Linked DNA regions of Mus musculus: regions 1 and 2 are each linked to region 3. A link is a contact called in public ChIA-PET and promoter capture Hi-C data. All regions are on one chromosome and are shown on one strand. Each heading gives the region's core, a stretch centred on a gene start, on an enhancer-like site or on the middle of the called end of the contact. The rest is flanking DNA. Distances are from core to core; before and after follow the strand shown. Region 1 overlaps Adamts14 (a disintegrin-like and metallopeptidase (reprolysin type) with thrombospondin type 1 motif, 14). Region 2 overlaps Adamts14 (a disintegrin-like and metallopeptidase (reprolysin type) with thrombospondin type 1 motif, 14). Region 3 holds the start of Pald1 (phosphatase domain containing, paladin 1).

Region 1 (2,700 bases), core at 29-2,528, 150 kb before region 3:
TGACAACCCCAGACATGTCGCAGCTGAGAGTCTTAGGAAGAAATGTTTCCCTCAGCCACTCAATGTAGGTAATAATAAAGCAGCTACTTGGAGTCCCAGGTTCAAATCCCAGCTCTGTTTTTTGTTGTTTTGTTTTGCTTTTTGCTTTTTTGCTTTTGTTGTTCTTACTGTTCTTAGTTTGTAATCATATGCATGAGTGTTTTGCCTGAAAGTATGTCTATTTACAAAGAGTATGCAGTTCCCACAGAGGCTAGAAGGTGGCATTGGATTACCCTGGGACTGGAGTTACAGATGGTTGTATGAGGCTGTGCTGGGACTCGAACCCTGACCCTCTACCCTCTGCCCCTCAGCTCTGTTTTGTCTTGATTACCCAGCTGGCTAGGGGCTCAACACGAAGCTGCTTAGAACCTGTTTCTTTTTCTGCAGAATGGAAATACAAATGGCTGGTAGAGGGCCACCCTACATGAATGTCTGGGAACCACAAATGAGCCACACAAGCTCAGAGGCACTGTTAGGTAATGACACTTAGTGGTCCCTCCGATGCCTGCCTGCATGGCTCCCTGGGAGTGGCATGGTTTCACGCCTGTCCCTGTCTCACATTTCCTTATCCTGTGCTGTTTAGATACCAGTTCTTTCTCACGCATAAGGAAATAAATTAACCCACAGGCTATAAAGTGGCCACTGTCCACTATCCACTAAACAGCGAAAAACTATCCAAGTCCACACTTGGGAGTGCAGGGCGGGGGGGGGGGGGCAGGAGGGAAACTGGAGACCTGATGAGCCAGCAAAGGACTAGACTGTGGGTTCAGAGCCATGGATTAGAAGCCTCCTCCAGCACAGAGCCCAGCCCCAGCCCATCCTCCCAATGCCCAGAGCTGGCAGCAGCCCCTGTATATGAATGTGCAAACCTCAGAGCAGCCAGTGTTGGGCTTCCACCATCAGCTTTCCTGGCGCCTGTGTCTGAATCCAACCGAGTACTGAGACCAAAGCCTAGCACTAGATCCAACTGAGTACAGAGATCAAAGCCTGGTGCCTGCTGTGGACACAGAGACCCTGCCAATCCCTACCGCAAGACATGACAGAGACACCCAGGCCCTAGTCCCTCCCCCCACCCCATCCTCCAGAGCAAAGACTTCATAGAAAGAAAGTGTTTTGTTGTATAGTGAAGGCACTTTCCTTAACCCACGTGCTGCAAGCCGAGGCTTATCCTGTGGGGACTGCAGCCTCTATCAGCCACACCCTACCTCAAAGGATTAAACCTCACAATACTTTACTGACAGCTGACAGCCACCTGCAAGGAAGTGGCCTCTTTTATGTGTACAAGCCTGAATGTATGTGTCTGAGCCTGCGTGTATGTGTCTGAGCCTGCATGTGTGTGTCTGAGCCTGCATGTATGTGTCTGAGCCTGCATGTGTATGTCTGAGCCTGCATGTATGTGTCTGAGCCTGCATGTGTATGTATGAGCTGTATGTGTATGTATGAGCCTGCATGTGTGTGTGTATGAGCCTGCATGTATGTGTATGTATGAGCCTGCATGTATGTGTATGTATGAGCCTGCATGTATGTGCATGTATGAGCCTGCATGTGTATGAGCCTGCATGTGTATGTACTTATGAGCCTGCATGTGTGTGTATGTATGAGCCTGCATATGACTCTATACCAAGTGCATACCCATTGCATGCAGAAAGCAAAAGAGAGCATTATATCTTCTGGGACTGGAATTACAGACAGTTGTGAGCTGCCATGTGGATGCTGGGAATCAAACACAGATCCTCTGGAAGAGCAGCCAGCACTCTAACCACTGAGCCATCTCTCCAGCTCCCATTGAGAAATAACTCTTATTTATTTATTTTTTAATTTTTATTCCACATATATTGGTGTTTTGCCTGCATGTCTGTCTGTGTGAGAGTGTCAGATCCCCTGGAACTGGAGTTACAAACAGTTGCAAGCTGCCATGTGGGTGCTGGGAATTGAACCCCAGTCCTCTGGAAGAGCAACCTGTGCTCTTAACCCCTGAGCCATCTCTCCAGCCCCATGCGAAGTGACCCTTAACCTGACTTTTCAGACCTCTCAGCATCAGGACACAGCCTTTCTCCTCCACAGAGCTGGAGTCAGTACTTATATGGACTCTGAGGCAACCCAAGGGTGACAGGAGAGTCACACACCATTTGACTATCTTAGTGTTCCACACTCCACAGCATGCCCCAAGGACAGAGAGAAGAGAGAGACAAGTGAGGCACTTCAGTTGAGGTCTGTCCTGGGTTCCGGGCCTCTGGAGGGACTCCTGGGTTACTGTCTTCTCTCATGGGTCCTCTAGTAAGTTGGGTTGTTGAAAATCCTGTCTGAATCCCGCATGTGGCAGCCAGCCCTGTGTCAGAAGGCTTTGCACCTGTAGGCTTAACCATCTGTGAACTGAAAATCTGAGGAAAGACTGTTTATATGAAACACATGCTGGGTTTTTTTTTTCTCTCTCTCTCTTTGCCGCTGCAGTCTAACCAATACAGCCTAGCAGCTGTGTGCTCAGAGCTTCCTTTTTTTTTTCATCTGTTCAGAGTCATCTGGAGGGCTGGAAAGATGGTTCAGTGGTTAGAGCACGGGCTGTTCATCCAGCAGACTTGGGTTCAATTCCCGGCATCCATACAGTGGCTCCCAATCATCTGTAACTCCAGATGTTATGTAACCCATAAGCATGAAATAAAA
Region 2 (2,733 bases), core at 75-2,574, 180 kb before region 3:
GTCACTGGGGAGGTGGCGGGAAGGCTGGTGCCTCCATGCCCTGGTTCCTCCCTGGACTGTCCTTGACCCTCAGAGGTTGGCATAGCTGTTTGGGTCCAGTCCTGAGGTGGCCTCCGTGGGGTAGCAGGAGAATTGCCCGGAAACGCTTTAGGGCTTAGCATCTGGGGGGTGACCGGATACTGAGTCACTGGGGAGATCCTGTCCGCCACATCTGGTAGCTGTGTGGGCTGGCTTTGCCGATGATCTTCCAGGCTGGTTGGCCCCCTTGTAGACTTCACATCCTCCAGGGTGGCCTTGGGTGCTGGCAAGAGACTCCCAGGAGTGGAGAAGGTGGGTGGTAAGGCCAGGCTGGCATTGGGGCCTGAGGTCTTCTTTATGCAAGACTCACAGCATAGACGGTGGTAGCCGGGGATGGTGCAGTAACGGTCCAACACTTCCATTCGGCAGAAGACGGATCTGTCTCGCACACAGGGCTCCACTGTACATACATACACGAAGGGTGCCCATCAGGAGGGGACATCTTTCCTCCTTCTGTCCCAGCTGGAATCACTACATAGCTCATTCCACCCAGGAGGTCAGACCCTTCCACAGGGAAGAGAAACTAAACGGACCATCCTGCCTCCCCGTCACAAACACAGTATCAGCATCATTAGAACCTTGGTGGTAAGGCTAATTGTCAAACACTGTGCAGACCTACTGAGCCAGCACCTCTACGATGGGGCAAAACTGTTTTAGAGAACCCTCCAACAACTTCCAGTGCGTAGGAAGAGCTATATAGCTCTGTCTAGTTCAACCATATACTCAGCTACGCTGGTCTTTATCCAGGAAGCTCTACCTGGGGAGTCTGGGCTAGGGCCTAGACACTGAGGTAAGTCTAGATTCAACCAAGCATGAGAACCCTGCTCTAGGAAGAAGATGGAGCCCTAGACTCTCCTAGCTACCCAGTTACTCCCTGCAGCTAAGGTGCTTAAGAGCACTGGATGCTTGCTCTTCCAGAGGTCCTGAGTTCAATTCACAACCACCACATGGTGGCTCACAACCATCTGTAATGAGATCTGATTCCCTCTTCTGGTGTGTCTGAGGATGGCTACAGTGTACTTACATATAATAAATAAATCTTTAAAAAAAAGAAAAAAAAAGCTCTTTAGAGAAACGTAGTGGCTCAGGCAGCTGGGATCAAGAGCAGGCTCTGGAGCAGAGACAATAGAAGCCAATGGTCACTAGATGGCGCCAAAGCTCCAGAGCCAGAATCAGAGCCCCAACTGCTTTGAGGAATTTGCCCAGCTTCTGTTTTGAGGAGAGGCCAAGAGGTCAAAGGGTTGCATGAGGCGCGGTAATACCCTGGTAACTAGGAAGTATGTCGTAGTAGACGCAGGGAAAGTCTTAATCCACAGAGACATGAAAGGAGAGACCACAGGGTGAATTAATTGCTAGCCCTGTGAGGCAGCAGCAGAGGACACTGGTTCAGTTCCATGATTCCTTCTTTCAGCTGCTCTGGGGAAAGCAGCTCCTCTCTATGACTACAGTTCCCAGAAGTGTGAAACCAGACACGATGAGAATCCAGAGCTCTGGGGCGTACTATATAGGTTTATAAAACAGGACACCCTCACCACAGTGGACAGTGCCTTGTCACCAAACCTGGCAACAGAAGAAGTCTACATGATTTCTTTTTAGTCTGTATCAGGTTTGGCCGTCACGGGAATAACACCAAACGTAGGACTAAAGGGGAATCACAGAGTAGGTCATAGACTAGAGTGACATCATTTGGATTCTCAGAGGTCACCCAGACACGTAGACACTATGCCTGCTCCATTGCTAACACTCCAAACCCTGGGCTGCGTGTAAGGCTGGGGGAGGGGAAGGGCCCCTGACCATACTTACTTGTTGAGATCCTGTCCTCAGGAGTCAGGGGCCTGGATTGGGGTTCCCGGTATCCTGTTTTGGTCACAGGGTCCTGGACCTCCGCCTTCACTGTAGAGTTCTGGAGATCTCCTGTGAACAGATGCAGCTGAAGTACAAATGGGTGAGAGCATCCTTTACCCAGAGTGCTTGGGGCCAGAAGCACTTCCACTGTCTTCCCCCTGGGATTTGCAATATTTGCATAGACTTAAAGAGGCCTCTAGGAGGTGAGCCCCAGATCTAATCCTGGGGTGCAGCTGTTTTTTTTTCATTTATTTGCATTTTGTCCTGTGTGTACTAGTGTGGGTGTCACAGAGCATTTGCAGAGGTCAGGGGACAGCTTTGGAGGAGTCATCTCTCTGTTTCCACTGTGTAGACCTCGCCTTGGCAGCAAGTGCCTTTATCCACTGAGCCGTCCCGATGGCCCCATTGGTTTCTTAGGCCCAAAATGTGCAGGTAATTTTGTATAATGTTTTAAATGATTTGGGAACTGAAATGAGGTTCGTACATAAGAGTGTTAAGAGTCTTGGAAGGTCCTTTTGTCTCCTCTAGGATGCTGGCTAACTGGGTACTGATATTTCGATCACACCATATCCTCTGCAGTCAGGAGTGGAATCGCCCATCCGTGGCAGCGTGTGAGCACTCCAGGAGTTCTGGATTGGGCAGCATTTGGGATTCTGGATTAGGGATGCCCAACCTGTCTTTGGAATTTCAAAGGGCCAGGAGACCACACTGCTACACATTCACAGGGCCGGAGGAACGAAGGGGCGGGGCCTCCCCATCCTGTCTGCTCACCTCCACAGGCAGGCAGGCTGCAGATCTGCACCATGTCCG
Region 3 (2,808 bases), core at 138-2,637:
CACCACCACCCCCAAAGCAAACAAAATATGGGGGTGGGGTGGACACACAGAAGCAGGAAGTCCTTGCCAGCCATCCTACGCTTGTTGCCCCCATCCCATCCCCCCACCCCCGCCCCCGCCCCAGCACCACCGCCGCACAAGGCGAGGTGCAAAGCGGTCCTGATTAGTAATGCTAATGAGGAGGGTGGGGTTGCCTGCACCAGGACATTTAAACACATCTATCAGCAAAGTCACAGGACACCCAGCGAGAGTACCCTCGCTGCGCCGGTGTTTTGCAATTCCCTTGAGGAACCTCCTGGCATTTTCTTCTAGGGCTACCAGCCCAGGGCTGGTATCAAACTCCCTATCAGAGAACTGGCCAAGTGTTTCTCTCTTGTCTTCCCTTGCAGGACAGAGCCACAACAGGACAGAGCCCTTCCAAGTCCTCCCACCTCCCACACTGTCTGTGCATGGCCCGGAGCCCACAGCCACAGGTGCTCTGTCACTGGCTGTGGGCAGACAAGGACCGGCCCATACTCTCTGGCTGGAAGACCAGAGATGCCTCAAGCTCACCCCGGGCCAGGCTTTTGTGGAGTCTGATTTACAAAACAAGGGCAGCTTGGCCACTACAAGGAACTGGGACAGTCAGTGTCCCAAACACTACCTTTCTATTAAGTCCATGTCTTTTGGGGGGAGGGGGGTGTCATGCTCAGGCACATGAATGTACTCACGCTCCACGCACACCCTCGCTCACACCAAGGAAACCCCACCTCAAAAGAGACCAAACCGAGCGGCGAATCAAAGCCAGTGCCTGCCAGGCCCCTCAGTTTGCTCCCTTGCCCCTGGGCCTCAAGGGTCCTGCAGATAAGTCTGGGGACCCCATGCCGGGGTCACAACGCGGCTATCTTTCCTAACTTCTTCGGAAGCCCAGCCCAGCTGGCCCGGAGGGCTCCCAGGCCAAGAAGTGCGGGTGTCGCCACTCCATGTTGTCCCTCACTCCGAGGGAAGCCAGAGTACAGGAGATGAGTCCGGGATCGACCTGCGCACAACCCGGGAGCAGCTCCAGCTTTGAGAAAGCATGGTGGCGCCGACCTGGGGCAGGCCTGGGTGGCTCGGACGCCTCCGCCCCAAACCGAGGGACCCCGATCCTCCCTCGGCGCGGCCCACGCGTGCTTACCTGGCAGCCGCAGCTCCGGGAGAGCGTCGCGCTATGCGGCCGGGGACTGCCGGCGCCGAGGCGGGCTTCGGGCACTACCCGCGCGGGCTCCAGATGACTCCGCCCACCCTCCCAGCCCATCCGGGGGCGGAGGCAGCTCCTGCTGTGTCCAGGCGGCGCAGACCCGGCCAGCCCGGGGCCACCGAGGCCAGGATCACCCCCAGAACCCCGCCTCGAGTCCGGATCCCCCCTCCCACGCCTGGGAGGGCGCGGTCACAGCTTCGGCCTCCGCCCACAAGGAGGGGGTGCGGACTTAAAGATACACTCACCCCACCACGGTCGGATAGGCACAACTCCCCTCCCCCCTCTTTCAATCCAGCCGGTTCCGGGCCAGCATCCTCCGTCTGCTCGCCCTACGCCTGGAGGAAAACCCTAGGGTAGAGGGAACCTGCGGGAGAAGCAAGTTCCTCTTTCCTTGTCTGGTCGGTTCCTTCTGGAAGATACCCAAGGCCGGCTTCCAATCTCCATGGCTGGAGAAAAATGCTTAGGCTGGTGGCGCCACACCCCCTCCCCTACTCCAGGGCCCCTGTTATGTCTGTAGCCCCGGGCTTCCCCTTTCTGCTTCTCCTGGACCCCAGAATCAGCATTTCTCCTGTGCCACTTGAGCTCCGTAGGGAAGGTCTGACGCCTCTCCGAATAGACGTCGAAGGATGAAGCCCTAAAAGAGCAGGTGGTCACCTTGACCGCTGGCTTAGGAAAATTGCAGCTCCCAGTCTTTGGAAGAAGAGCAGCCCCACTACCCCTACCCAACGCATCCAAGTGGTGGTGGGCTCTGGGGCTCTGGTACCTGACCCTTGACCTTGGATCACCCATGGGCACTTACTCACCCCTGCTTAGGTCTCAGGAAAGCCTCTTTGATGTATGGAATGAGGTCTCTCTCTGTCTCTCTCTCTGTCTCTGTCTCTCTCTGTCTCTCTCTCCCTACACTGAGGAATATTTCCTTCCTGCCTCTACCTGCCTTGGCCCCAGTCAGAGCTAGAGGGTCCTTGGCACGCTCTGCAGGGAGTTGTGACCAGGATGAAGACTTTGCAGGCCTGGCCTTTAGCCAAAATCAAGCTAGGGAACTTGAACTATGCAGAAGGAGGGCCTTGCAACCCTAAAAGGACTCATTAAGGGTGGTCTGGCCAGATACCCAGCATGTCTGCAGCGGTATCTCATCTGTGTAATCTTAGCAGGTACCTATGTACCTATCATTGTTCACACACACACATACACACACGGTCTCATATATCCCAAGTTGATTTTGTTCAATATTTAGTTAAAAATAACCTAGAAATTCTAAATCCTTCCTCCTGAATGCTGGGATTATAGGCACGGTCCCTCATTCTGGCTTATGCAGTGCTGGGTGTTGAAATCAAGTATTCTTGTGTATGCTGGGCATGCAAACACTCTAGCATATCCCTAGCCCTCGCTATTCCTATTTTAATACATGGGGAAACTGAGGCCCCAGGACTACCTGCCCTCTATGTCAGACTCCCTTCTGCCCATCCTAGGTGTGTGAGGAAGAAAGAGAAAGCCCAGAGGGTTGCTTAAGGACCATGGCCATCTTGGCTCCAGCCACACTTCACTCAGATTGGCCTACAGTTCCTTAACTGGGCTGTGTGACCCCCACC

Evidence for each region. Promoter capture Hi-C pulls out the DNA fragments that hold promoters and counts their contacts. ChIA-PET counts read pairs in DNA pulled down with a chosen protein or histone mark.
Region 1: a contact with region 3 is called in an RNA polymerase II ChIA-PET map of memory CD8 T cells, with 5 read pairs. The contact joins the enhancer-like site here to the promoter of Pald1 in region 3. A contact is called at or near these places in 1 of 39 promoter capture datasets (liver), 5 of 115 datasets of contacts at active chromatin or transcription factors (craniofacial prominence, embryonic stem cells, memory CD8 T cells and 1 more) and 1 of 9 other capture datasets (adipose tissue).
Region 2: a contact with region 3 is called in a promoter capture Hi-C map of neural stem cells. The contact joins the enhancer-like site here to the promoter of Pald1 in region 3. A contact is called at or near these places in 13 of 39 promoter capture datasets (3T3-L1-derived adipocytes, the C10 cell line, the HPC-7 cell line and 9 more), 6 of 15 datasets of contacts at CTCF or cohesin (CD8 T cells, the NIH/3T3 cell line, embryonic stem cells and 3 more), 55 of 484 Hi-C or Micro-C datasets (B cells, the C2C12 cell line, CD4 T cells and 32 more), 18 of 115 datasets of contacts at active chromatin or transcription factors (VIP interneurons, bone marrow-derived dendritic cells, bone marrow-derived macrophages and 10 more) and 6 of 9 other capture datasets (adipose tissue, embryonic stem cells, embryonic tail and 3 more).

The regions. Positions count from the first base shown.
Region 1 is chr10:61,232,118-61,234,817 of GRCm38.p6, forward strand. The region is part of intron 4 of Adamts14 (a disintegrin-like and metallopeptidase (reprolysin type) with thrombospondin type 1 motif, 14); the gene reads right to left. Among named protein-coding and RNA genes, the nearest start is that of Gm29861, 17 kb to the left of the region's middle. Within about 2 kb of position 1,279, at least 48 of the 459 cell types and tissues checked have an H3K27ac peak or open chromatin away from gene starts, as enhancers often do. A contact at or near this core is called in memory CD8 T cells, where this site is marked.
Region 2 is chr10:61,198,482-61,201,214 of GRCm38.p6, forward strand. Adamts14 (a disintegrin-like and metallopeptidase (reprolysin type) with thrombospondin type 1 motif, 14) reads right to left here. Exons shown (of 22, transcript NM_001081127.2): 20 at 2,695-2,733; 21 at 1,882-1,992; 22 at 1-478. Among named protein-coding and RNA genes, the nearest start is that of Gm29861, 17 kb to the right of the region's middle. Within about 2 kb of position 1,325, at least 45 of the 459 cell types and tissues checked have an H3K27ac peak or open chromatin away from gene starts, as enhancers often do. A contact at or near this core is called in bone marrow-derived dendritic cells, fibro-adipogenic progenitors, muscle stem cells and 1 more, where this site is marked.
Region 3 is chr10:61,382,136-61,384,943 of GRCm38.p6, forward strand. It overlaps Pald1 (phosphatase domain containing, paladin 1), which reads right to left and starts at 1,388. Exons shown (of 20, transcript NM_013753.2): 1 at 1,157-1,388.